2 separate regions of the Canis lupus genome follow, and region 1 is linked to region 2. A link is a contact called in public Hi-C data. All regions are on one chromosome and are shown on one strand. The core of a region is the stretch at or near the end of the contact, and the rest is flanking DNA. Distances in the headings are between cores, read along the strand shown.

Evidence for each region. Hi-C and Micro-C count contacts between places; a contact is called where the count stands out from the background.
Region 1: a contact with region 2 is called in a Hi-C map of skin fibroblasts, with 1.9 times the contacts expected there. The contact joins the enhancer-like site here to the promoter of MYH3 in region 2. A contact is called at or near these places in 3 of 9 Hi-C or Micro-C datasets (amygdala, liver and skin fibroblasts).

What each region holds. Positions count from the first base shown.
Region 1 is chr5:35,308,806-35,315,778 of UU_Cfam_GSD_1.0, reverse strand. No RefSeq gene overlaps it. Among named protein-coding and RNA genes, the nearest start is that of PIRT, 7.9 kb to the right of the region's middle. Within about 2 kb of position 1,973, at least 2 of the 20 cell types and tissues checked have an H3K27ac peak or open chromatin away from gene starts, as enhancers often do.
Region 2 is chr5:35,140,316-35,146,829 of UU_Cfam_GSD_1.0, reverse strand. MYH3 (myosin heavy chain 3) reads left to right here and starts at 1,456. Exons shown (of 39, transcript NM_001113712.1): 1 at 1,456-1,659; 2 at 2,692-2,835; 3 at 3,173-3,329; 4 at 4,165-4,192; 5 at 4,972-5,080; 6 at 5,813-5,905. The coding sequence starts at 1,456.

The sequences.
Region 1 (6,973 bases), core at 724-3,223, 170 kb before region 2:
CTGCCTCTGGGGCTGTTTAAGCTACATAGAAGTAGGGAGGGACAGCACGATTGCCTGATGCCAGAGTCCCTAAACCCTCACCCCTGTAATTGGGAACTCTTTGTTGGACAACAACTCCTTGTTGTCCTTCAACAAGCTACCTGGAACCAAACATGTCAAAAATATTGTGGAGCAGTTCTTGACCTCACAGGACTTGGAGTCTTCTCTCACCAGCTCTGTTTGAGGGTTTCCACTGGGTTGGACTTTGAGATCAATATCTTGGGAAAGGAAAGAGGGGAACTGGAGGTTTAGGGGTTCACAATTATGTCATTATCGCTCCCAAAGACACCAAACACTGAAGTAGACTCAGTCTATCTCCACCCCAAGGTGACCCTGACCTGTCGAGAATCCTATAATCTACCCCTTGCCTGAACTTACCTTTTTCCCAGGCTTACCTAGGAATACTTCTCACCATCCCGTCACTAGAGCATTGCCACCACTGTCTTTTTATGCTGAAATCCACACGAGGTTACCTAAGGAAGGCCATCCTTCTGACATTTCCTTCATTCATACATGGAAGCTAGCATTTATTAAGATTCTGTTATGGCTTTATCACAGCCTGCAAGGTCCACAAAGGTCTAACCCTGCTTGCAATTCCAGCCTCATCATGAATCACTCTCCCCTAGTTCTCTGCTCTCCTGCTAACCAGCACTCAAATGAGTCAGGCTCCTCCAGGCTCTGGATCTTGACATATGTTGTCCCCTCAGCCTGCCGATCTCTATTACAATGTTCGACCTTCAAGGGAACTTCCTTGATCCTCTAAACTAGGTCAGGCTCCTCTGTGGCATAAGCTCATGGCTCCTGTACTTCTCCTTCCTAGTCTTTATTACAATGAAGTAATAACTGCCATAATAATCTGTTCAGTGGTTACCACTCTTCTGAATGCTTAGCAGGGGCTACATGTCTTTCTGGTCTACCATGCAGCAGAAACATCTTGGAGCCTGGAGTAGAACAGGTTGTGAGGAAACATCCTTTGAATGAATTCATGTGCTACAGATGGGGAAGTGGGTGCAGAATCACCACCACCTCCTTGAGAGGCTAAACTGACTAGGGGAGAAGGAACACACGTGGAAATTAGTGCAATAAAGTGTTACACTGGAGGAACTACACATTCCTAGATTGGACTTCAAAGGAAAATTGCTTTCTAACTAAGATAATTTAACAACCACATCTTCAGGAAGCCTTTCTTATATGCCACTCGATGGAAGGGAAATGCTCTTATTCATTACAATTATGCATTTTCCCCTTCCCCATCCCAGTACATACTCAGAGATACAGCAGGGGTCTAATGAAGGTGCTTTATTAATTTTTAGGGATAGAACCTGCTTGTACAATTTACCAGCCCTGTTTGTTTCTGGTGGAGAAATCCATAAGAAATCGTGGGGCAGATCCTTGTTTGGGAGAGAATCAGTAAAGAGAGACCTCCACATGGTATTTAGAAAGAAAATCATCGTCCTGAGGGAATGAGTTAATAGAATATTTTAGTAGTGTTGTTGTTTGGTGGCTCACTGAAGCCTGCCCCTGCCACTATACTACACGGCAGGGCTCCAGGACAGGCTGAGCACATTTCTTTCACTGAAAATTACAGAAATGCCCTTTTGAGTGGATTAAACAATAAGGATATGGATAATCTCCTGCAAGAAGTCCACAGGTAAGTTGGCTTGAGGCCAGTAAGATCTGCCACCCACTCCACTCCTCTGCAAGTCTCTGGGCTCTGCTGGATGCTGAGTGTCATTTCTTCCTTGGCCAAGCTTCTTCTGTGGTCCCTGACTGGCCCTCACACCCATGGCACTTTGGAGACTCACCAAGGTCTAATCTCTTTCCATGGCTAACATCCCAGCCCACAGCTTTTTCAAAAGAGCTTAATACTGTTCCCTTTGCAAATATACTGCTGTGTTTATCTCAGAGTAACAAGGATCAAGAGTCACTCTACTGATGTGGCCAATTCCATGTGGTGAGTTCACTGTTGTTTTTGGCTAGAAGCCATCTTGGCTGGTGTTCTTGGGCCCTGCCTACCAAAAAGCCAGGTTGGACTGGTCCACAGACAAGAATAAAAAAGCATGCCACATGAGTGACACAGTCAAGAAAAAAGCCTTGAGAAGAGAAAGGCTTCTCCACCACCCACCACCATGTGCATCACCCCACCATGCCACACTCAACAATGGAAAAGTATTCTGAGTTGAGAGGAAGGAAGAGAAGAAGAAGGTGCATTAGTCTGCTCAATCAGTACCATGACGGCGGGGGAGGGGGTGCTTAAACAACAGATATTTACTTTTCCACAATTCTGAAAGATGGAAGTCCAAGATCAAGGTGTTGGCAGGAATGGTTTCTTCTAGAAGCCTCTCTCCTGACTTGTAGATGGCTGCCTTCTCTTCATGTCCTCACATGGTCTTAACTCTGTGCAAATATGGTTCTGGTGTCTCTTCCTCTTCTTATAAGGACACCAGTCCTATTGGGTTGGGGCCCCACCCTTATGACACCATTTAACCCTACCTCCCCCTTTAAAGGCTCAGCAATCACATTGGAGATTAGGGCTTCAACATATGAACTTGGGGTCTCAGGGGTTGGGAGATGTGATTCAGTCCATAACAGGGGATAAGGGAAGAAAACATATGAAGATATGATTTCCAAAGACAGAGACCTGCACCCACTGTCCAGCCTGAGACCCATACTGGTGAAGACCTCAGCTATATTCAGGAGTAATATAGCAGGGGAAACTAAAATCCAAGCTCCACATGGAACTCCAGAAAAAAAACAGGAAGGTGACAAGATGCTTGAGAGATGACCATTCATTTATCCAGAGAACTATCACCTTGAATGCCTGCTGAGCAATTTTTTTGCCCTTGTCCCCAACCAATGTGGAAGCAAGAGGATTTCAGAGAACCCAAGATTGAAATAGAAGTAAAGGTAAGGTCATCAAATCCAACAAGGCCATGAAGGTAAAACCAGGGAAGGCTTAGCAGTGATCTGCTTAGGAGCAGCATCTGTGGATAACCTGAAGATCAGATGTCCCTTCTTCAGGCTCTGGCACCCCCCAAAATTCAGAACAACCCCCCAAAAATGTGAAATGGAAAACTGAATTGACCAATACTAAGTTTCTGTCACTCAAGCACAATAGTGGCTCAAGAGAGAAGCCAGATTGTCATTTGAAAAGAAATCAAAGGATGCTGATAGTTCTGGTTTCCATGAGTGGACTGAAATCCAAGCCCACACAAGTGGATTAGGTGCAGGACAAAGACAGCCCTCCCTGCTGTGCCAAGGAAAGTGCAGATTGGCCGGTGGGTCAAGGGAAAGCATGAGGGGGCCATTATCCATCACCTAAGAACAAAGATTTCCTTGAGAGAAGAAGATTAGCTATACACTGGAAGAAAACATTTGCAAACACAAAAGACTTCTATCCAGAATGTATAAAGAAATCTTAAAACTCAACAATGAGAGGCCAAATTATTCAATTTAAAAATGGGCAAAAGGCAGGGCACCAGCATCTGCCTTTGGTTCAGGTCATGATCCTGTAGTCCCAGGATCGAGCCCTGCATTGGGCTTCTTACTTAGCAGGGAGTCTGCTTCTCCTTCTCCCTCCACTCCTCCCATGGCTCGTTCTCTCCTTCTCTCTCTCTCTCTCTCTCTCTCTCTCAAATAAATAACATCTTTAAAACTGGGCAAAAGGCATCAGCGGACACTTCCCCAGCAAGGGAATAAGGGTAACAAATAAGCACACAGAAAGATACTCAACATCATTAGTCACGAGGGGACGTGGAATAGAGATAAGATAACACTACACACCTGTTCCATTGGCTAAACGAAAAGGAAAAAAAAAAAAAAAAAGAATCCCTAATAATACAGGGCTGATGAGCATGCAGAGCAATGGGAACTCCGCCATACATTGCTATATGGAACCCAAATGGTGTGACTACCCCAGAACACCCGTTGGCATTTATAAAGTTAATTATACCCTTACCATATGGCCCCAAAGGCCCACTCCTAGAGCAAGGAAAACTTAAGTGAACCAAAGAAACCTAGAAACAAATGTTTCTAACAGCTCTGCTAGAAAGTGTCAGACATGCGGGAACAACTCAGTTGCCCTTCAGCAGGTGAATAGGTGAGCAAATGGGTGCATCTCTTCAAAGCAATACTCCTTGGTCCTAACAGGCACAAGCTGGTACACTCAATAACTTGGATGAATCCTGAAGTCATGATACAGAATGAAAGAAGCTTGTCTCAGACATTTACAAGGTGTACGATTCCATTTATGTGCCATTGTCGGACAGACAAAGCTCTCAAGACAAAAAAAAAAAAAACACATCAAGGATTACCAGAGGAAAGAGAAGGGCTAAAGGGATAGTTTGAGGGAACACCTTGGATTCTTTATCCTGATTATGGTAGTGGTTACACAAATCTTTACATGAGGTAAAAGTCAGAAACCCATTGTTCAGCAAAAAAAAAAAACCACAATTGTATCATATAATCCGTAGATTTCCCTGGGGAGGGTTTAACCGTCTATGTGTCAGCTCAGCTGTGTTCAGTGCAACTGTTCTAAATGAGAAATAATAATAATAATAATTAAGTGGTTCCCTGCCTGGAAATCCTGCGCTCTCTCTCAAATTTAGGGTTAAGTGTCTGTAACACACATGCGCCCTGTAGTGGTGGGAGCTCTGGAGGTGGAGGCCTGAGATGGACCTGACAAAGATAGGCAGAGCCAGACAGCAGCCAAGGGGAAAGGTACACAGAGGACCAGCCAACTCAAGAGCCCCTTTCTCCCCAGTACCCTAGAGCAAGGTGCCTCCTGAAAGAGGAAGGCAAAGGACTAGATCCTCCTGCTGCCTGGGGACAGGCTGTCTCTTAACAGTTGTCTACACCTAGTTACCTGTCTGTTGCCCCCACTGGACTGCCAGGCCCTGGAGGTCAGGGCCGGGATCTCACGTACCTTTGAATCACAAATATGCCCACCCTGGCACATAGCAGCTAGTCACAGTGGTTTGTTGAATCTGAAAGGAAGGAAGGAAGGAAGGAAGGAAGGAAGGAAGGAAGGAAGGAAGGAAGGAAGGAAGGACCTATCCCAATCACCCAAGGCACAGGAAGGTACTGTTATCCTAGCAAGAGAAACTGGGAACACAGTGTAAATATTAACAGAAGAATTGCTTAAATGTATTGAGATATAATTTGGGATCCTTCCAGTTCCGAAGTTCCATCATACCATTATTATAAATCGAGTACGTGGTTCGATAACACTGCAAAATTTCCATTGGATTCCTTGGACCCGCAACCGAATGCTTGGGAATTCTTAAAAAAAAAGGAACTGGAAAGTTTATGCTTCCCATGGTCTGTTCCCTCTGTCTCCTGATCAATGCCAACATCAACCAACTTTGCCTCTTGAACCAAGATCCTCTCCACTTTCACCACCACTACTACCTTCTCCACCTACATCTGTGCACCTCCACCTTCACCTCCACTACCACCTCTACCTCAACCACGTCCACCTCTATCACCATCTCCACTTCCTCTTCCTGCATCTGCACCAGCTCCACCATCACACCTCCACCCTCACCTCCACCTCCACCACCACCTTCATCTCCATTTCCACCACTACCACTTCCATCACATCTCCACCTCCACCACATTCTCCACCACCACCTCCATCTACATCTCCACCACCACCACTTCCAACACACCTCCACCACCACCACTTCCATCACATCTCCACCTCCACCATCACCTCCACCTCTACTGCTATCACCACCTCTACCACACCTTCACCTCCACCTCTACTGCTATCACCACCTCTACCACACCTTTACCTCCACCACCACCTCCACCTCTACCGCTATCACCACCTCCACCACACCTTCACCTCCACCACCACCACCACCACCACCTCCATCTCCACCACCACTTCCACCGCACCTCCACCATCACCACTTCCATCACATCTCCACCTCCACCATCACCTCCACCTCTACTGCTATCACCACCTCTACCACACCTTCACCTCCACCACCACCTCCACCTCTACCGCTATCACCACCTCCACCACACCTTCACCTCCAGCTCCACCACTATCACCACATCCACTTTCACCCCCTCCACCTCCTCCACCAAAACCTACATCTCCCCCAACATTCTTTTTTCTGATTCCTCTATGTCCTTCAAGACTCATCTTAGCCATCACCTCCTTCAAGAAGCCTCTCCCCCCCGCCCCCATCTCAGTTACCACTCTAGGCCAATCTGTTTTAAGATGATCTCCCTTTGCATTCTCAAAGCGCAGCACAGACTTTGCTGCATCGAAGAGTTTCTTTCTCCTTCTGGATTGGACTTGTTGGTTTAGTTGTCTTTCTTTTGCCACATCAATTGTACAGTTCATCAAGGTCCTCTCTTTATTTACAGTGCCTAGCCTGAAATGTGCCTGGCGTATAACAGACATACAATAAATATTTGATGAAGTGATGAATACATGAATCTTTTAAATTATTCAAAAACTAGCAAGCCTGAACCCTTTGACATTTTGCAACGATGGTGGCTATTTTTGTGAGATCGCCTCTATCAGCAAACATGAAGTCGACTTCTCCAGCTTGGGTCCTGGGTTAATTACACACCACAGACAGGATTGCTGCTGGCCCAAGGCGGGCCAAGGAGTAATGGAAGTCAACTTCAGACAACAACACTACCTCACATGCGCCACTAGATGGCAACCGCACCCAAGGAGCAGGTGGCTTCTGGCCTCTGACCGCTCCCCACACTCCAGGTCTGGTCCCAGGCTGGTGACCTCTGGTCCCCCAGCCCCGGTGTGGCTCCCCTTCCCGGGACTCAACCTCCAAAGGAGGACAGCAGGTCCTGGTGGTTTCCGATGCTCCTGACCCAACCCCCTGAAGATGTTCCTTCCTCCCTGACTCCACTCCCACTGGTTCCTGTAAACACTTCAGTTTACAGTCCCTTCACC
Region 2 (6,514 bases), core at 207-2,706:
CCCCCTCTGCCTCCGGCACCCACCGAAGCAGGGTCCTTCAGGCCCTCCTGCCGCCTCCCCACGGCCTCGTCTTCGCGGACCCTCTTGGGCACGATCCATCTGCACACACGGCCTGTCTACATGGCCCGCTGTCCCCTCTCGGCCTCTCTGATCCACGTGGAGGGCCAAGGGGATGCAGTGCCTTCCCCTAACCCTCTCCTCACCCACGGGGCTGGGTGCCTGTCCAGGGCCCGGTCCCTGTGAGGCTACGCTGCTGTGTGGCGAGGAGCCACGGTCAGAGATTTCTCTCTGTTCCCCGAAGACGGGGACACTTGACCTTGGCTGGAACCACGAGCTCCTCTCAGGGCCCCGGCCCTCCTGCCAGCCCCTCACAGGGGACCTGTGAGCCCGACATGGGACCTTGGGGGATTCGCGGCCTTGATGGCTTCCCTGTGTGTCGCGACCCACCTGCTCCTGCAGCTTGCCCCTATCCTTCTGGAGCCATCCCAGCAAGAGCGGGTTCAGAGCTGCACCGGATGCTGCCCCGTGTGTCCTGACTTTTGCTTTTGCATATTTGTTGCAGGTCTGATTTTCCGGGGCTACAGTTCTGCGCTGCCTGCCTGTGGGTGTGACTCATCAGGTAAGGAAGCAGATGGGGTCCCCGGGCTGTTGGAAGCCTCCGGGTAACCTCCCAGTGCCCTTGAAGGCACGGAGTCTCCGAGAGCTCAGATAGCACAACCTAGGCCGGAGAGGAACCTTCCGGCTGTTGGCATCCGAGGGCGCTTCTAGTCTGAGCAACTCAAGGGAGCAAGAGCTGGTTTTCCCATGTGAGGAGGCGGCCCCCTGGACTCAGAAGGGTCCAAATATTTCTTAGCTACTTGCCACTTAGCACACCCTCTTGGAAGAGTGCTGTTTTATGTTTTTTTGCTATTTATTTGTAATGTTTCCCCTCAGCAACACCTGGGGTTTGCAGGTCAGGAAGGTGAGTTCTCTGGGGACACTTCACCATCTGATCAGAAGGATCCGATCGAGGCCACAGCAAGCCCAAGAGCTTGGGTCACCTGTGCTCTATGCCCTAGCATGGAAAAGCATGGGGCTGGGCCCCTGGGGGGGCTCAGTCAGTTGAGCATCTGCCTTCAGCTCAGGTCATGACCTCAGGGTCCTGGGATCGAGCCCTGCATTGGGCTCCCTGCTCAGCAGAGACTCTGCTTCTCCTTCTCCCTCTGCTCGTGCTCTCATTCTCTCTCTCTCTCACACTCAAATAAATAAGATAAAATTAAATTAAATTAAATTAAAAAGCCACGGGGCAAATATGCACAAGCAATTTTCGCGCACTTGGGTGAAGCCCAGAGGATGGAGGGTGCCGGGCTCGGGGCCTCCGCTCACCAGGCAGCCACTGGCAGGCAGAGCTGAGGGGACACAGCCCCCAGCGGGGTGGCGGCGAGGTCACATGCCCGTCTGCCTTCCAGCGGCACCATGAGTAGCGACACGGAAATGGAAGTGTTCGGCATCGCCGCTCCTTTCCTCCGGAAGTCGGAAAAGGAGAGGATCGAGGCTCAGAACCAGCCCTTTGACGCCAAGACCTACTGCTTTGTGGTCGACTCAAAGGAGGAGTACGCCAAGGGGAGAATTAAGAGCTCCCAGGACGGGAAGGTCACGGTGGAAACGGAAGACAACCGAGTAAGCCTCAAACTCGCCCTCCACGGGCCGCGCAGGGTCCCCCGAGGTGGCTCTGGCACCTGGATGCCCCACGTGGCTTCCCTGCCTCAGCTTCCCCGCTGTCCTTGGGCTGCAGGGTAGGAGGAGAACCCGGATGTGGCCACTCAGAGCAATTCGTGTTCAGGAGCCTTTGCCAACGTTCACATCCTTGTAAGGGCATCGCAAGGGTGCAGGGCTGGGAACCCCTCCTGCAGTAAAACACTCTCCTTTGGTAGCCTGGGTTTCCCTACTTCTTCTAGCAGTTGCCATCTAGCGGGGGAAGGAAGGGAAAGCAGGGAAGGGGGTCCTAGTGGACCCCAGGCTCCATGTGAAGTGGCAACCTCCCTATTTCAGGAAGGCCATGAGCAGTGAAGTGTACCCCCTTCTGGCCAGAACGTGGTGGGGCTGCTGGGAGAAATCCTGGACTTCACTGGTTTCTGGCATCGAGGCCAGAAGCATCTGGAAGTGTTCTGAGAAAAGTTTAAAAAAAAAAAAAAACAATTCAGAGAAGAAAAAAGACAATCTGAAGAAGAGAGCATAGTGTCACCGGGTTGGGTGTGAAGGAAGCAGGCAGTAGGAATCACTCATCCACGTCACCAGGCCCTGATGCTCCCGGGGGCTGGCCCTCTGCACCTGTCAGGTGTCAGGGTCGAGGGTGGGTTTGCCAACCTGGAAGCCAGGCCCAACAAATGAGAACCTAGGACAGTCTAGAGCCTTCACAGGGAGGGCTGGCGGCATGGGCTGGTTTAAGTGAGTCCCTGCTTGAAGGCAGGTTACCCAGAGATGGGACCACTGCAGAGAGACAAAGGCAAAATCCCAGAGTGCAGACACATTCACAGGCCCTCAGAGCCACCCTGAGCCACCCGGCGTCCCTGTCTTCTCCCGCGAGGGACCTTGTCCCCAGCGCCTGCCCCTTGGGACCCAGGCTCTTTGTGGGAGACGGACAAGAAAATTAAAACCAGGGGCAAGACACATGGAGGACACTAGGTAGTCACCGAACCTCTTCCCACTCAGACCCTGGTGGTCAAACCAGAGGACGTATATGCGATGAACCCCCCGAAGTTCGACCGCATTGAGGACATGGCCATGCTGACGCACCTGAACGAGCCGGCCGTGCTGTACAACCTCAAGGACCGCTACACGTCCTGGATGATCTATGTCAGTGCCCATGGTCCCCGGGGGGGAGGGGTGCTGGTGTGGGTGACGAGGCCGTGGAACAAAAGAGGGGAAGGTGGAGGAAAGGAGGAGAAGGAGAAAGGCAGCAGGTGGGAGAGGAAGGGGGCATCAGTAAGAAGAGAGGCCGCAAGAGGGGGAGTGGGGACGGGCCAGGAGAGCCAGGCTGAGGGCTGGGCCTGGGCAGTGTCACCTGCTGGTGGCAGGGCGGCCTCATCTATAGAGAGAAACCCATCCCTCCTTTACAAGGTTAGAGTAAAGAGACAGAGTGACAAAGGCCAAGGGTTTTACACGCGCACACGCATCTTGTACGCTCCCGTAGACCTACTCGGGCCTCTTCTGTGTCACTGTCAACCCCTACAAGTGGCTGCCGGTGTACAACCCCGAGGTGGTGGAGGGCTACCGAGGCAAGAAGCGCCAGGAGGCCCCGCCCCACATCTTCTCCATCTCTGACAATGCCTATCAGTTCATGCTGACTGGTGAGTCTCTGTGGGGGCCGGCAGGGGGCTGCTGGCTGGCGCGTGTCCTCCAGCACGGAGGGCGGACAGTTGGGGTAGTTAAAGAGGCTGGAAGAGGCCAGACCTTTTCAGGCCCTACAAGCCCTGCTAGGAAGATTGGATTGAATGTAACCATTGGTGAAACTAATAGGAAACAAGGGCGCCTGGGGGGATTCGTGGGTGAAGCATCTGCCTTTGGCTCAGGCCATGATCCCAGGGTTCTGGGATCAAGTCCCGCATCAGGCTCCGTGCTCTGCGGGGAGTCTCCTTATCCTCTCCCTCTGCCTGCAGCTCCCCCTGCTTGTGCTCTGTCTCTCAAATAAATAAATAAAATCTAAAAAAACAAAAACAAAAATAAACATATGAAGGTATGAAGGACTCCTGAGTGGCTCAGCAGTTGAGCATCTGCCTTCAGCCCAGGGCATGATCCTGGGGTCCTGGATCGAGTCCCACATCGGGCTTGGGGAGCCTGCTTCTCCCTCTGCCTGTGTCTCTGCCTCTCTCTGTGTGTCTCTCATGAATAAATAAATAAAATCTTTAAAATAAAAAAAAAATAAGAGGCCAACATTTTTGAGGGCTGAAGATGAAGCCTAACAGGCGAGTGGGATGAAAAGCCACTGGCTGGTCTGAAGCAAAGGCTTCTCCTCTGAGGGTCACTGTCAAGAAGGAGGCTCTCCCAGCCGCCCCTAGGACCACACAAAACACTATAGGGAAGAGGCCTGGTGTAGTGAACCGTGACCACTTGACAAGGGTCGCAGTGGGGCTAGGGAAGCTCCTTATATCGCTGTCAACTCTGTCTTGTTTTTTCCTTTGGCAGATCGTGAGAACCAGTCCATCCTGATCACGTAAGTACCTAAGACACAGAGCAGTTTGGGAGCCGTGGCTCTTTGTCTCCAAAGTAGGAGGCAAAGGTACCGTTTACTGGATTCTATTAATTAGAAAGTTCTTCGAGTAGGGGCGCCTGGGTGGCTCAGTCAGGTTAAGTATCTGACTCTTGATTTCAGCTCGGGTCATGATCTCAGTCGGACTCCGCACTCAATGGGGAGTCTGCTTGAGGTTCTCTCTCTCCCTCTGCCCCTCCTCCCCTTACTCTCTCTCTCTCTCCAAAAAACAAGAAGGGAGCACCTGGGTGGCTCAGTGATTGAACGTCTGCCTTCGGTTCAGGTTGTGAATCTTGGGGTCCTGGGATCGAGTCCTGCATCGGGGTCCCCACAGGGAGCCTGTTTCTCCTTCTGCCTGTGTCTCTGCCTCTCTCTGTGTGTTTCTGATGAATAAATAAATAAAATTTAAAAAGAAAAAAGAAAAACAGAGCAGAGTCTGTGATGAAAAGGCAGAGATGGAGATGCACACACAAGAGGGTATATGTAAGGTCTTGGAAAACTGGAATCACCCACTGCCCGGGCAGCTCAGCCCACGATGAAGCTTCCCTTGGGCTTCTGCCTCTCCACGTACTTTCTCACATTTATTTGGTAGGCGTGTGTCTCATGTGGCTCGGGGTATTTCCAGGCCTTTGTGTGACATCTTGGGGAGGCTGTTTATACCAACAGGACACATCTCTCTCTCTCTCTCTCTGTTTCTGTCTCTGTCTCTCTCTCTCTCTGTCTCTCCTGATCACTCCAAATAGCGGAGAATCCGGGGCAGGAAAGACTGTGAACACCAAAAGGGTCATCCAGTACTTTGCAACAATTGCAGCCACTGGAGACCTCGCCAAGAAGAAGGACTCCAAAATGAAGGTGGGGGCAGGGAAAGGCTTGCTGCCCTTCCACCTGTGACCTTTGCCTTAACTTCACAGCGGGGGGTGAGGGCAGGCCAGGATCTGAAGTCCTCAGACAGCCAGTTCCTGCAGACAACCCGGTGTGTGGGCAATCTTCCAGGCCTAGATCCTGAGATGTTCTAAAAAGCAAGACTCTAGGGCCTTAACTAAGGAAGGTTATCTGGGGGAGCAGCTTGGGGAGCTTATTCTTTGAACCGACTTAAAGAAATCTGTAGTGATACTCGCTTTTCAAAACAGATAGGTTACCGCCGGTAATGATCTACTGGTCTCACTGGAGGAAAGCAAGGAACTGAAGCATTAAGGGAGTTTTACATCAAGACAGACAAGGAGGGGTGCCTGGGGGGCTCAGCGGTTGAGACTTTGCCTTCGGCACAGGTCATGATCCCGGAGTCCTGGGATGGAGTCTCGCATGGGGCTCCCCACAGGGAGCCTGCTTCTCCTTCTGCCTGTGTCTCTGCCTCTCTCTGTGTGTCTGTCTCTGGAATAAATAAATATTTTGGAAATAGCAAAAGCGTTTCAGCTGAGCCAAGCTGAGGATTTGGTGGATCCTCCCACCGGAAGGCCAGGGACAGAGGGATGAGGGACAGGCTGTCATGATGTGACAGGCAGCAGGGGCACTTGCAGAAGCAGAGCCGGGGAACATTTCCCAGTGTCATCTGTGGCTTCTTCCTCCCCTGGTCCTTTGCATTAGGGAACCCTGGAAGACCAAATCATCAGCGCCAACCCGCTGCTGGAGGCCTTCGGGAACGCCAAGACCGTGAGGAATGACAACTCCTCCCGCTTTGTGAGTCTGAGTTTTCAGGTCAGCTGGGATTTCTCTGGGGCCTTCAGGGGAAGCAGGGTTCCGGTCCTCCCGGAGGCCACAGGCCAGCGACAGAATGAACCACAGCCACCGGGCAATTTCAGATAATGAAGCCTTCGTGAGAAGCTCAGTAAGCAGGGCATGTGATGGAGTAACTGGGGGCAGCGTCTCCCCAGGCATCTGGGGAGAGCAGGAGGCTGGCCTGTGAACCCCAAGATCTACAGGATGAGGAGGGACATGGGGAAAAGCAAGCGCACACTCACTCTCTGCGGTGGGGCAGGGCCTGGTGTAGTCAGGGGACCTGAGAGGGCTCGTGTGGCGGCTGCAAAGGTGGGCAGGAGGCGCGTCCCGTGAGGTGAGAGAAGAGGTAGACAGAGGTGGGTCATGTGCCAGCATGGAGGCCTTGGCGGGCCCGTGGGGTGGGGTGTGTGGATTGTATTCAGGAAGCTACTGAGTGATTCTTTGAGCTGAGAAGTGATGCAGTTTGATTTACATCTTGGAAAAAGTCATTCTGTCACTTTAGGACTGGATGGGGTGAGGGTGAGGGGGCAAGGTGTTTGGAGGAATTGGCAAATCAAACATGGTGGAGAA